Linked DNA regions of Triticum aestivum: region 1 is linked to region 2. Evidence: chromatin contacts called from public Hi-C data. All regions are on one chromosome and are shown on one strand. Each heading gives the region's core, a stretch centred on a gene start, on an enhancer-like site or on the middle of the called end of the contact. The rest is flanking DNA. Distances are from core to core; before and after follow the strand shown.

Region 1 (5,455 bases), core at 2,413-4,912, 220 kb after region 2:
GTCAAGGACTTGAACCCTCCACCACAAGGAATCTAACCATTTTTTTGAATTTAGGAATCTAACCATCTAAGCTACGATAAGTTCGCGATTCAACTAAGTAACTTTTTTAGGGGGGGTGGGGGCAAGTTTTATTCATCAAACCCCTCATGGAGTGGGATACAATTTTGGTCATGAGACTGGCCAAACCAAACGGGGCGCCCAGAGCCTAAAGTTATTGCAAACTTGGTTAGACTAAGTGCTTCATAATTAACATCATGACCTTCAAAAATAAATTTACATAGAAACAAAGACGCTCTAGAAGTGATCTCGCTAATGATAGCCCCGTAGTCGCCTCGGGATGATTGATGATGTCTCCAACAACTTGTTTTCAGTCAGATGAGATGATAAACTATTGGATGTGAAGGTCTTCTGCAAGGGCCATCGCCTCCCTACATGCAATTGCTTCAACCGTTGCTGGATCACACACCCCGCTAATGACAAGGGCCAAGCTCCCTAGGAAAGAGCCTTCCCTGTCCCTGCATACTGCGGCTGCTCCTCCTTCCCTTCCAGCCTGGATACTAGCAACATGAATATTTGCATACCAGGCGGCGGTGCCGTCGCTGACCCGTGATCGATGCATGACCAGAAAAGCCAGGCGATGGGCATATTCCAGTAACCATCTCAAGCTTAAAGATGCACTCCCTCCGTTCCTAAATATAAGTCTTTTTAGATATTTCACTATAGAGTAGGCCCTGTTTGGTTCATAAGTCCTAGGACTTTTTTTAGTCCCAATTTATAAGTTCCAAGTCCCTAAAAAGTCTCTATCTGTTTGGTTTCTGGGACTTATAAGTCCTTATAAGACCATATTACAACTATAAGTCTCTATAAGTCCCTTCTTGAGAGTCTTATTTCATAAGTCCCAAATGCCCACTTTAAGTCCCTATAAGTCCCTCGTATTTGGTTTAGATGGGATTTATAGGGACTTTTTTAAGTCTCTAAACCAATAAGTCCGTGGAAACAAACACCCTCTATATTCGGAGATAGGCGTTTTGGAGGACGAGCTACCTGACACTCGTTATCTCGACCAGGCGTTGTGCCGCTGTGATGTGTGCGGCTTCCATTTCCGGTTTCTATACGCGGGGTATTTATATGGGAAATACACTGGTGCCATGCGCTGGAGCGCTTGGTTTGCACATGAGACCATATTAATGTGGCTGTGCAGCGGGGAGCTGTCGCGTCAGCACATCGAAGCAAGTGGGCGAGGTGTCTGATGGCTGCGGCCTGTGTCCAAGCAGAGATGCTTGACGCATGGAAAAGAAGATGCTGAGAAAGGGATCTCGCCGGAAAAAAAAGCCATGCATGCAGATGAGCTACGTGATGCTTTTGGACAGCTAGTGTGATGCTACGAAGCACAATAACGTGTTTTGGCGCAAATCCTTTTTATTAAAACTGTTTTGGTTCAAATCTTTGAACAACATAACACGGTGCTTGACAAATATAAAATAAAATAAAATCAATGAGTTACCTGATGTGTGTAATCGATTCATTAAGATTAAAATAGGATGGTACCAGGTAGGGCTGTATTCCTTTTTACATCTTTTTTGGGAAAATACATTATCATAAAAATACTAGAGTGCATCTTATTTGTGCCGCGTAAGAAACAATCCGTATTAAGTGTGGTTGGCTTAAGAATTGAAGGGTAATGATAGTCATACTGATTGCAACCTTTGGCACAAAAGAAAGAGAAAAAGGTATCATTCCGTATGTGTGATTTATCTTGTCTAGCGAGTATCCGGTAATTAATTTTTGAGCTGTGAGAGTTCCTTGGGGGTTTCACTTCTCGAAAACACCGATTAGTACACTCGAAATGGCATGGCGTCGACATGAGAGGCAATGATGCTACCAGAACTACTTTGCATACACATACATTATGTGTCCTATCACTATGTGATGCCTAATCAAGTGATCGGCTGCAATTTTATTCTGTGCATGGATGGCTCAATTGCATTGTCGTACAATAATCGTATGCATGGTGACCTATGCGTGATGCCATGGCATCGAAAACTTAATGAGGATGCATTGTTCAATTGGTAAGGGAATTATTACTACTCGGTGATGGTCGTACTAGGGATGGTTGTTTTTAAATTAAAGGGCTTATATAAAAATCAAACAATTCGAATGCATTTTTTTGTTAATGTGTGAAAATTTGATCATAGACTGAATGAGTTAAGTGTACGTGTGAGGTTGGTCGGTGTCCACTCATTCGTGTATCACATGCAGGCTAGCCGCACCTATATCCTCTTACATATCATGTTAACGAAGGGACCATGTTAACAACACTAAAAAGGGTTGTGAGGAAGTCAATACAAAACCAATTTTGTCACCAGAGTTTGTGACAGAAAATGTGATCCAAAAATAATGTAGAAAGCATCTACACCATGCACGCAAAAATATGAGGGCAAAGGTTATTCCGAGTAGCGATGAGAACAATTCCAATTATCCATAATTTGGCTAGTTTTTATTGACGTTCTGGAGTGGTTCGTGAATCCAATGCCTTTTGATCCTGGATATCAGAGTAGGACGAACGAACCGGCCTCCGCGGATATCTTTGCTTTGGAATAAAACTTTGCAATGGTGCACCGGTGGCATCGAACGACGGTGTGCACGAAGACATTTCCATCGGTGTCACTGGTTTGTTACTTGCTGGAGAGGGAGGGTAGTAATGACACCTAGTTGTGTGGGACGATTGTAGTGTTGTAAAAATGGTCCATGTTCGTGTGTCTTGTGCGGCACCTTTCAACATGATGGGTGAGAGACGATGGAACGTGTGCCTGGCCTGGCAGTGCAGCGCTGTCGAACGGGAAAATACTGTGCATAAATGGAGAATACAGTGTCATACAAAAGCGTCTCAGGTGAAATAAGTTGAGGGAATACTGGACTGGACCGGATCCTTATGAAGACTGACGTGCCAGATAACGGCCTGCATGGTGCTCGACCTACAAACAGCATTTTTGCTATATTCGGATGTATATAAACGCCTTTAGACTATATAGATTCACTTATTTTGCTGCGTATGTAGTTTATAGTGGAATATATTAAAAGACTTAGGCTGCGCTCGGTGCGGAAGTGGATCCTTTAACACGAAGGAGGAAAGTCACCAAAGCACAGTATAAGCTAGTGTAAAACATAGAAGGAAAGTCACGGGTACTGTAACGAACACTGTATTATCTAAGTAGGTACTATACACAGTTACTATTAATATAAATAAAATTAAAATTAATTTTATTGTACCACAATTTTATTTGTATGTAATTTTGTAAATGCATAAAGTAAATTTGTAATTTGCAAATTAATTCAAGTCATTTTAGCCTTAATTGTATGAAAATAAAGGAAAGAAGTTAGGAAATTATAGCTTAGATGACTTTCCTCCTTCAAGTTAAGTTAGAGGATCCACTTCCGTTCGGCGCACGGGAACTTCACAGGAATTTTGCAGGCCATATTGTCACCGGAATTAATTCCCGTAAGACCGTTCGCTCCACAGGAACTTTGGTGGGCTTTCCATGCACTAAAAAAGTCCGGGAGCCTTGGGCTGACGTGCGTGCTAGGTCGGCCATATCAGCTTTCGGGCTTGGGCTGGGCTCCAAGCTAACGGAACAGAACGGAACGGAGAAAGGAAAGAAGACGGCGATGACTCCAGTCTCCAGCACAACTGTCCAAGGCAACTCCGGGGGAGGGGAACGAAACGCATCCGGCGGAGCTACCATGGCGTCGTCGCCGCAGCAAGGCCAAGGCCAGGTCCAAGGCAGCGGCGGCGGCGGCGGCGTATGCCCGGCGGAGCAGTTCTGGTCGCTGCTGGACAAGGCGGACCGGCGCTTCGCCCGGGTGCGGGACCTGCCCCTCTTCGGCCGCCAGGAGCCCGCGGAGTACGGCAAGGCCTTCCGCATCTACACCCAGCTGTGGCGCATGCAGCAGGAGCACCGCCACCGCCTCCTCGACGCCGGCCTCCGCCGCTGGCAGGTCGGCGAGATCGCCGCCCGCATCGCCCACCTCTACTACTCCCAGTACCAGCGCACCTCCGACACCGCCCTCCTCTCCGAGGCCTTCGTCTTCTACCACGCCGTCCTCGACCGCGCCTACTTCCTCGACGACCACCTCGGGGCCTCCACCAAGCACCTGCGCTTCCTCGCCAGGTTCCTCCTCGTCGCGCTTATCCTCTCCCGCCGCGCGCAGACTGTACCCCGCCTCGCCGGCCAAATCCGGTCGCTCCTCGACGAATCCAAGAAGACCCTCCAGGTCCAATTCAATTCTTCCCCTTTTGTCCCTCCTCGCTTCCCGATCCCGATGCAGTTACCCCGCTCTTCATTTCTCTGGCTCAAATTAAGAAGATGAAATGTTGCAGGAAGCTGATTACAGGGAGTGGAAGCATGTCGTGCAAGAAATCACGAGGTTTCTAAAGGCTGACTCGCCCTTCATGAACAAGAGACCTCTCAGGTACAGCTATGCATTTGATCCTCCCCCGGAAATTCTTCCCACCATCCCACCTACAGTCAAGAAGCGCGGTCTGCTCTTAAGCGATGCCATCCTATGCAGCTATTATCATAACGAGGTAATGCTTCCTTGGTTTCTCGCAGTCAGATGCATCGTACGCTCTTTAATTTTTACTAGCGGAACATCATGTATCTATGTGTTCCCTTCAGGTCAAATTTACCGACCTCACTCTAGACACATTCAGAATGCTTCAGTGTCTTGAATGGGAACCATGTGGTTCCTTTGCACAAAACAATGGTTACAGCGCCCATGATGAAAGTGGGCAAAATCACCCCAATCTCCTAAAAGATCTGAGAGACGCTGCGTTGCCCCCGAACCCACTGAAAACAGTTCTCTATCGCCCCTCGGTGCCACATTTCTTGAAGGTCAGTTTCTCATTTGGCATCTTGTCAACTCAATGTTTGATTTATTGTCTTCGTCCTGAATATACACACTGCTCATTGTTACTCAATGCACTGGTTTGGTCCTAGGAGAAAACCTGTGGACCAAGCTCTTCTAGATACATTTCAATTAGGAAGTGGAAGTGTAATTTGTAAATGGCAGCCAGTGTATGTTTCTTGGAATGATCAGAACAGGCTAGTGGGAAAGAATTGAAAAAAGTAGGGAATTCTGCAAGATATGTACATGATGCTACTAACTAATCTGAATTACATGACGAGGAAGCATGATGATGACTTGATGAGGGAAGATAATGCAACTAAACTGATTCTGTTTGTTGATTTGTTCCATTATCGATAATACCATCCTCTCCATTATCCGCCCATAATAACCAACAGTCCTTTACACCCATAGCAGCTAGGAATTCTAACCCGAAATATATTTGAGGCATAATGGTATTATTGATTCCTGGGGTGCTAAGCTATGCAAATGATGCAATAGAGAGATGATTGCTGTTGAATAGAATGGCAATGTTTGGTGCATGCCCTCT
Region 2 (5,101 bases), core at 1,521-4,020:
GGGCATATTTCCTTCAAAGCTCACCTTGCCGGAAACGACGTCGCGGCATTAGCAATCGGTGTGGTTGTCGACATGCTCTAGGGTCAGCTTGGGAATGTACTGGGTGTCAGAATTGTGCACCAGGGTGCATAGATGAGATGAAAAAAAGAAATGGCTCGAGGAGCCTTGATTCTCACCAGAATCAATGGCACACGACAGCGACATTGGAGGCAATGGCGACCTCAATTCGCTGCGCCCTAGGGGAATCCAGCGAGGTTTTGGGGGGATATGGAAGAGGGCGACCATGGCTATATAAAGGGGTAAGCACGATGGATGTTGAGGCTCTGGTTTGGGATCATGCGACGACCTCAAGTCTTAGGATATGCCATATGCATCGAACTCGAGACTACAAGATGATGGACAACTTGTCGGGGGATGAACCCTGGGCAGGCAACGGAACCCGGATCCTTTTCAAATACATCGGGGCTGGCATCGCCCCTCAATCCGGCTCGTCCTTGGCCAGGTTCCTCAACCCGGCCAAGCCCCTCAGCCTGGACGAGCCTGTTGGCACGTGCCGGACGACCCCGCCAAGACCACGACCTCCTCAACCCAGCCGTGGGTCAGCTCCCGTCCCATCTGGGGCGTACGACGGATCAAGTCCCTATAAGGGAGATGAGCATGGCTAAAGTGGCCCACCAACTCCACTGACCAGGGCGAGCGTGGCAACAGTGCCCCACCTACCCCGCCGACCAAGGTCGGCATGGCAACAGTGGAATCCAGTTCCACTGACGCAAAGCCGATGGCGACCAGGCGACGCACCACTGTAGCCGAGCCGGCTCAACCACTCCACGAGGCACGACTAGATGGGCACCAGTGCCCCCCAGCGCACGGGGCCTGCGCCCGGAGAATCCGGCACTCCCTAGTACCCGGCGGGTCCCAGCGCCGGCTTCTCAGACGCTGACATCCCGGCCCCATGGCCTTATAACTTTACCATTGTAACCTTGGGGGGTTGACCTATAAAACCCCCAGGAGCCCTCCACGTACACAGGCGAGCACTTGGCTGGACAACCGCTAGCAGCACACCCATGCACACTCAAACACACAAGGAGAAGGAGCAGCCTACGCATTGGCCTGCCATCCTTCCTCCCCCAAACAGCTCCATGAGCAACTCTGTACTATTACACGCTCCATTGGTAAACCACTCTCGGCGGGACTAGGGGTATTATCTCACCGGAGAGCCCCGAACCTGGGTATGTCTTGCGTCCCTCGCTCGCTCATGAAGACCTCGCCTCTGGAGCCCACCGGTGCCCTCAAGCATGTCCCTCTTTTTAGCCATCCTTTGGCATCTGCCGTGCGCCCACCACTACATAACCCGTTGTGTCTCGAATAGTTCAAGTCCAACTCGGAGTTCCCAACTTCAACAGTCCAGCTACATCTATTAGGGCACTCTAGCCGATCCCCTAAATTTTAGAGTAAACGGCGGCGTAAACTTTAGAGGAGCACATTTGCTCCTCTAAGAAATGTTGTTTCTAGGCAAAACCCCAAACTTAACGAAGTAATAAATTCGAAAGGCATATTAACACAAATTTCTTGTGAATTAGGTTCAAACTAGTACATAAAACATACTTAAACCACATTCGGTGCAAATTCTAAATATTTTACATAAATTTAAACTAAATTCACAATTCTAGCTAGAAATTTAAACCTAGTCTGATTCTTCCACGAGCTCCTTCCACTCCCTTTTGCGCAAACCTCTGATCATTGGCGGGGTCGTCGCTATCGTCGTCGCATGAAGAGGAAATGGTGTCGCGTGGATCCGTCGGCCGAGTGCTACGGATGGGCGGCAGGGAGCAGCGGCGTTCGGATTGAACCATTGTCGTCGGCGTGTAGGTGGTGGAGTGTGACGCGGGAGGGGATTGGGTGGCATGGGTTGCGATTTGCGGTGAGGCGAGTGGGGACAGGAGATGGTTTACTTGGTGACTCGGAGGGCGAGTAATTTTACCCCTCGGCGGCCGCTCGGAGTAAAATATTTTCTCACCTAAAGGTTTTAGGGGATCGACTAGGTCTGATTTAGAGGAGTAAGTCGTTTTTTTTACTTCTCTAATTGGTTTTAGGGGATCTGTTGAAGATGCCCTTAGGTTGTTGACATCTCCCTGTCCACTGACCTGTTAGTGTGGCCATCCGCTGTTAGAAATATTAGTCTTCAGACAACCCCCACCACACTAACACTTCCCATCCTCTACGACTAGGGACATTAGAGTACCATACAACTCGGAGCACCTCAAACGAATCATGCATTTATTAATACGATTCAAGAAAAAAGGTTCAGAGCGACTGTATATAGTAATAAGATCACGGATAGATAGGATTATAGTACAATCAAGTCGACCGATAGGTACTCTACTTCACAAGCTCAACTGATCATGTGGCAAGATTCCGAATCATCCCTGTTTAGGTAACGAGTTGCAGTAACAATCAGTTGGAGTACCAATAAATTTAGATATTCTTTCTCTTCTCATGAATCGGGTTGTTAGCTAAAAGTTGTGGTAGGTAGGGTTCGTCTTCGCTGGATCGTCCGTTATCACGAGACATGTCGAATCATTCGCCGGCCGACGATCATTTCTTTTTCTTTTGAAATGCCAGCCAACGATCATTGACCCCACATCGAATGGACCGCTTAATAATTGATGAGTAGGTCCCTCCAAAAAAAAGGTGTGTAGGTTTACAGTTGAGCAGCACGAGCCCCCCTTCCCGGTGGCTGCGGCGAAGGTAGGGTTGGGACTTGGACTTGGGAGTAAACTATGTGAGCATGTGTTTCCCATTTGATACCGCACCACTGTAGCTGGAGTACATAGTAGCTGACGTCCATGCCCTACACACGTAGCGTCTGACGTCCAATCCAACTCGTCAGCTTGCCTATTTATCCCCAACCTCGCGGCTTGGTAGTAATATCCGGATTTTAGAGCAGGAAATCGAAGTGCTAGGACCGAAGAAGCAGAGCAAGCGGTCATCAATGGCGAAAGGCATGCCTGCTATCGGTTGGGCGGCGAGGGACACGTCCGGTGTCCTCTCCCCCTACAGCTTCTCACGAAGGTCGTCTTCCTCTATCCAGTATTCCAGTCAAGTCCCTATAATGCACCTCTGCTTCTTGCGCCGATCTGACGAATCCCCCTACGTGATGCATGATAGCAGGGCTCTGAAGGACGACGATGTCACGATCAAAGTGCTCTTCTGCGGGATCTGCCACACCGACCTCCACATCGCCAAGAACGAGTGGGGCAACGCCCTCTACCCCGTCGTCCCCGGGTGGGTGAACCTTACCAAGCATCATCCGACGATTTGCCTCCTCCAAATTTCTAGTAGTACAAACTAATGATGGATTCATGTCATGCGGCGCAGGCATGAGATTGTTGGCGTCGTCACCGAGGTTGGCCCCGGCGTCAAGAACTTCAAGGCCGGGGACGCGGTGGGCGTGGGCTACTTCGTCGACTCCTGCCGCTCCTGCGTGAGCTGCGGCAGCGGGCACGAGAACCACTGCCCCACGCTCGTGCTCACCTCCAACGCCGTGGACTACGACGGCGCCACCACCCAGGGCGGCTTCTCCAACGTCCTCGTCGTCGACCAGGGCTACGTCGTCCGCGTCCCGGAGGGCCTTCCCCTGGACGGGGCGGCGCCGCTGCTCTGCGCCGGCGTCACGGTGTACAGCCCCATGATGGAGTTCGGCCTCAACGCGCCGGGGAAGCACCTGGGCGTGGTCGGCCTCGGGGGCCTCGGCCACATGGCCGTCAAGTTCGGCAAGGCGTTCGGGATGACCGTCACCGTGATCAGCTCGTCGCCGAGGAAGCGGGAGGAGGCCGTCGAGCGGCTCGGCGCCGACGCGTTCTTGGTCAGCCAGGACCCCGAGCAAATGAAGGTTACGTCTTGTTTCAGTTGCTTCCTTCCATTAACTGACCCTTCGTGCGTGTGACACGTGATTCTTGGCACGGGACGAGAGCCATTGACGCGCCTACGTTTTCGGGTGCAGGCGGCGGCCGGCACGATGGACGGCATCATCGACACGGTGTCGGCGGGGCACCCGATCGTGCCGCTTCTGGAGCTGCTAAAGCCGAGGGGGCAGCTGGTGGTGGTGGGCGCGCCCAGCACGCCGCTGGAGCTTCCTGCCTACGCCATCATCGGTGGCGGCAAGCGCGTGGCCGGGAACCTCGTGGGCAGCATCGGCAGCTGCCAGGCGATGCTGGACTTCGCGGGGAAGCACGGCATCACCGCCGACGTCGAGGTCGTCAAGATGGACTACGTTAATACGGCGGTCGAGCGGCTGGAGAGGAACGACGTGAGATACCGCTTCGTCATCGACGTCGCCGGCAGCCAGCTGGGCGCCGCCGCTTAGTGCTTCCGAACACACCATACGCGTGTCGTTTGGTTACCTACAAGCTTCCAGCGACGTGAAGTCGTGATTTGTTGTTTATTTCCACAAATGGGTTGGTGCGTGCACTTCCAGAATTGCTTTTGAAATAATAGGTGCCATCTTTAGAGAATCTTCTGTTGCATTTCAGAGATGTAAAACAAGGTGTTATATAATTTACTTCATGAAAAGTGCATTTTTACAATAAAAAAGAGACAACTCCAACAGATGATGTACATTGACGATGTAAAAGTTAAACTTCAGTAGATAAAGCAAATTGAAGATGTATAACCGGCCGAGGGCCGAGCGGTTGCTCTACAGCCGACAGCCGCAGCTGAACATGAAAAAGAATTTGAATATTTTCAAAATTTTACAACCAAAAGTACATCATATCAATAAAGTTTGAAATCCTACAACCAAAAGTGCATCATCTCAAACAAAGTTCTTGGTCCAACAAATTAAAATGCACACAAGCATAACACTGGACATATCACTCAATGCTCGTCCTCTCCGTTCTAATTAGTCACATTGTGGATGGTGGCTTCATCATCATCAATGGCTTTTTTATTGACGTTTTCATGCGTTGACGTCTCAGTGCCGTGACCTCCACCGGAAGCACCTTCATTGCTACCTCCCGTGTCGTTCATGTTTGCATCAAAGCCACTTTCCATGCCACTCATGTTGTCGCCGAAGCCACCACCCATGTCGCTCATGTTGCCA

The links. Hi-C and Micro-C count contacts between places; a contact is called where the count stands out from the background.
Region 1: a Hi-C map of leaf shows a contact between it and region 2, with 8 times the contacts expected there. The contact joins the promoter of LOC123111969 here to the promoter of LOC123111968 in region 2. A contact is called at or near these places in 2 of 5 Hi-C or Micro-C datasets (both in leaf).

Annotation. Positions count from the first base shown.
Region 1 is chr5B:382,828,244-382,833,698 of IWGSC CS RefSeq v2.1, forward strand. LOC123111969 (protein SCAI) reads left to right here and starts at 3,663. Exons shown (of 9, transcript XM_044532850.1): 1 at 3,663-4,272; 2 at 4,379-4,585; 3 at 4,677-4,892. The coding sequence starts at 3,667.
Region 2 is chr5B:382,613,370-382,618,470 of IWGSC CS RefSeq v2.1, forward strand. LOC123111968 (probable cinnamyl alcohol dehydrogenase 8D) reads left to right here and starts at 2,771. Exons shown (of 4, transcript XM_044532849.1): 1 at 2,771-3,072; 2 at 3,172-3,285; 3 at 3,379-3,892; 4 at 4,004-4,606. The coding sequence starts at 2,993. The coding sequence ends at 4,366.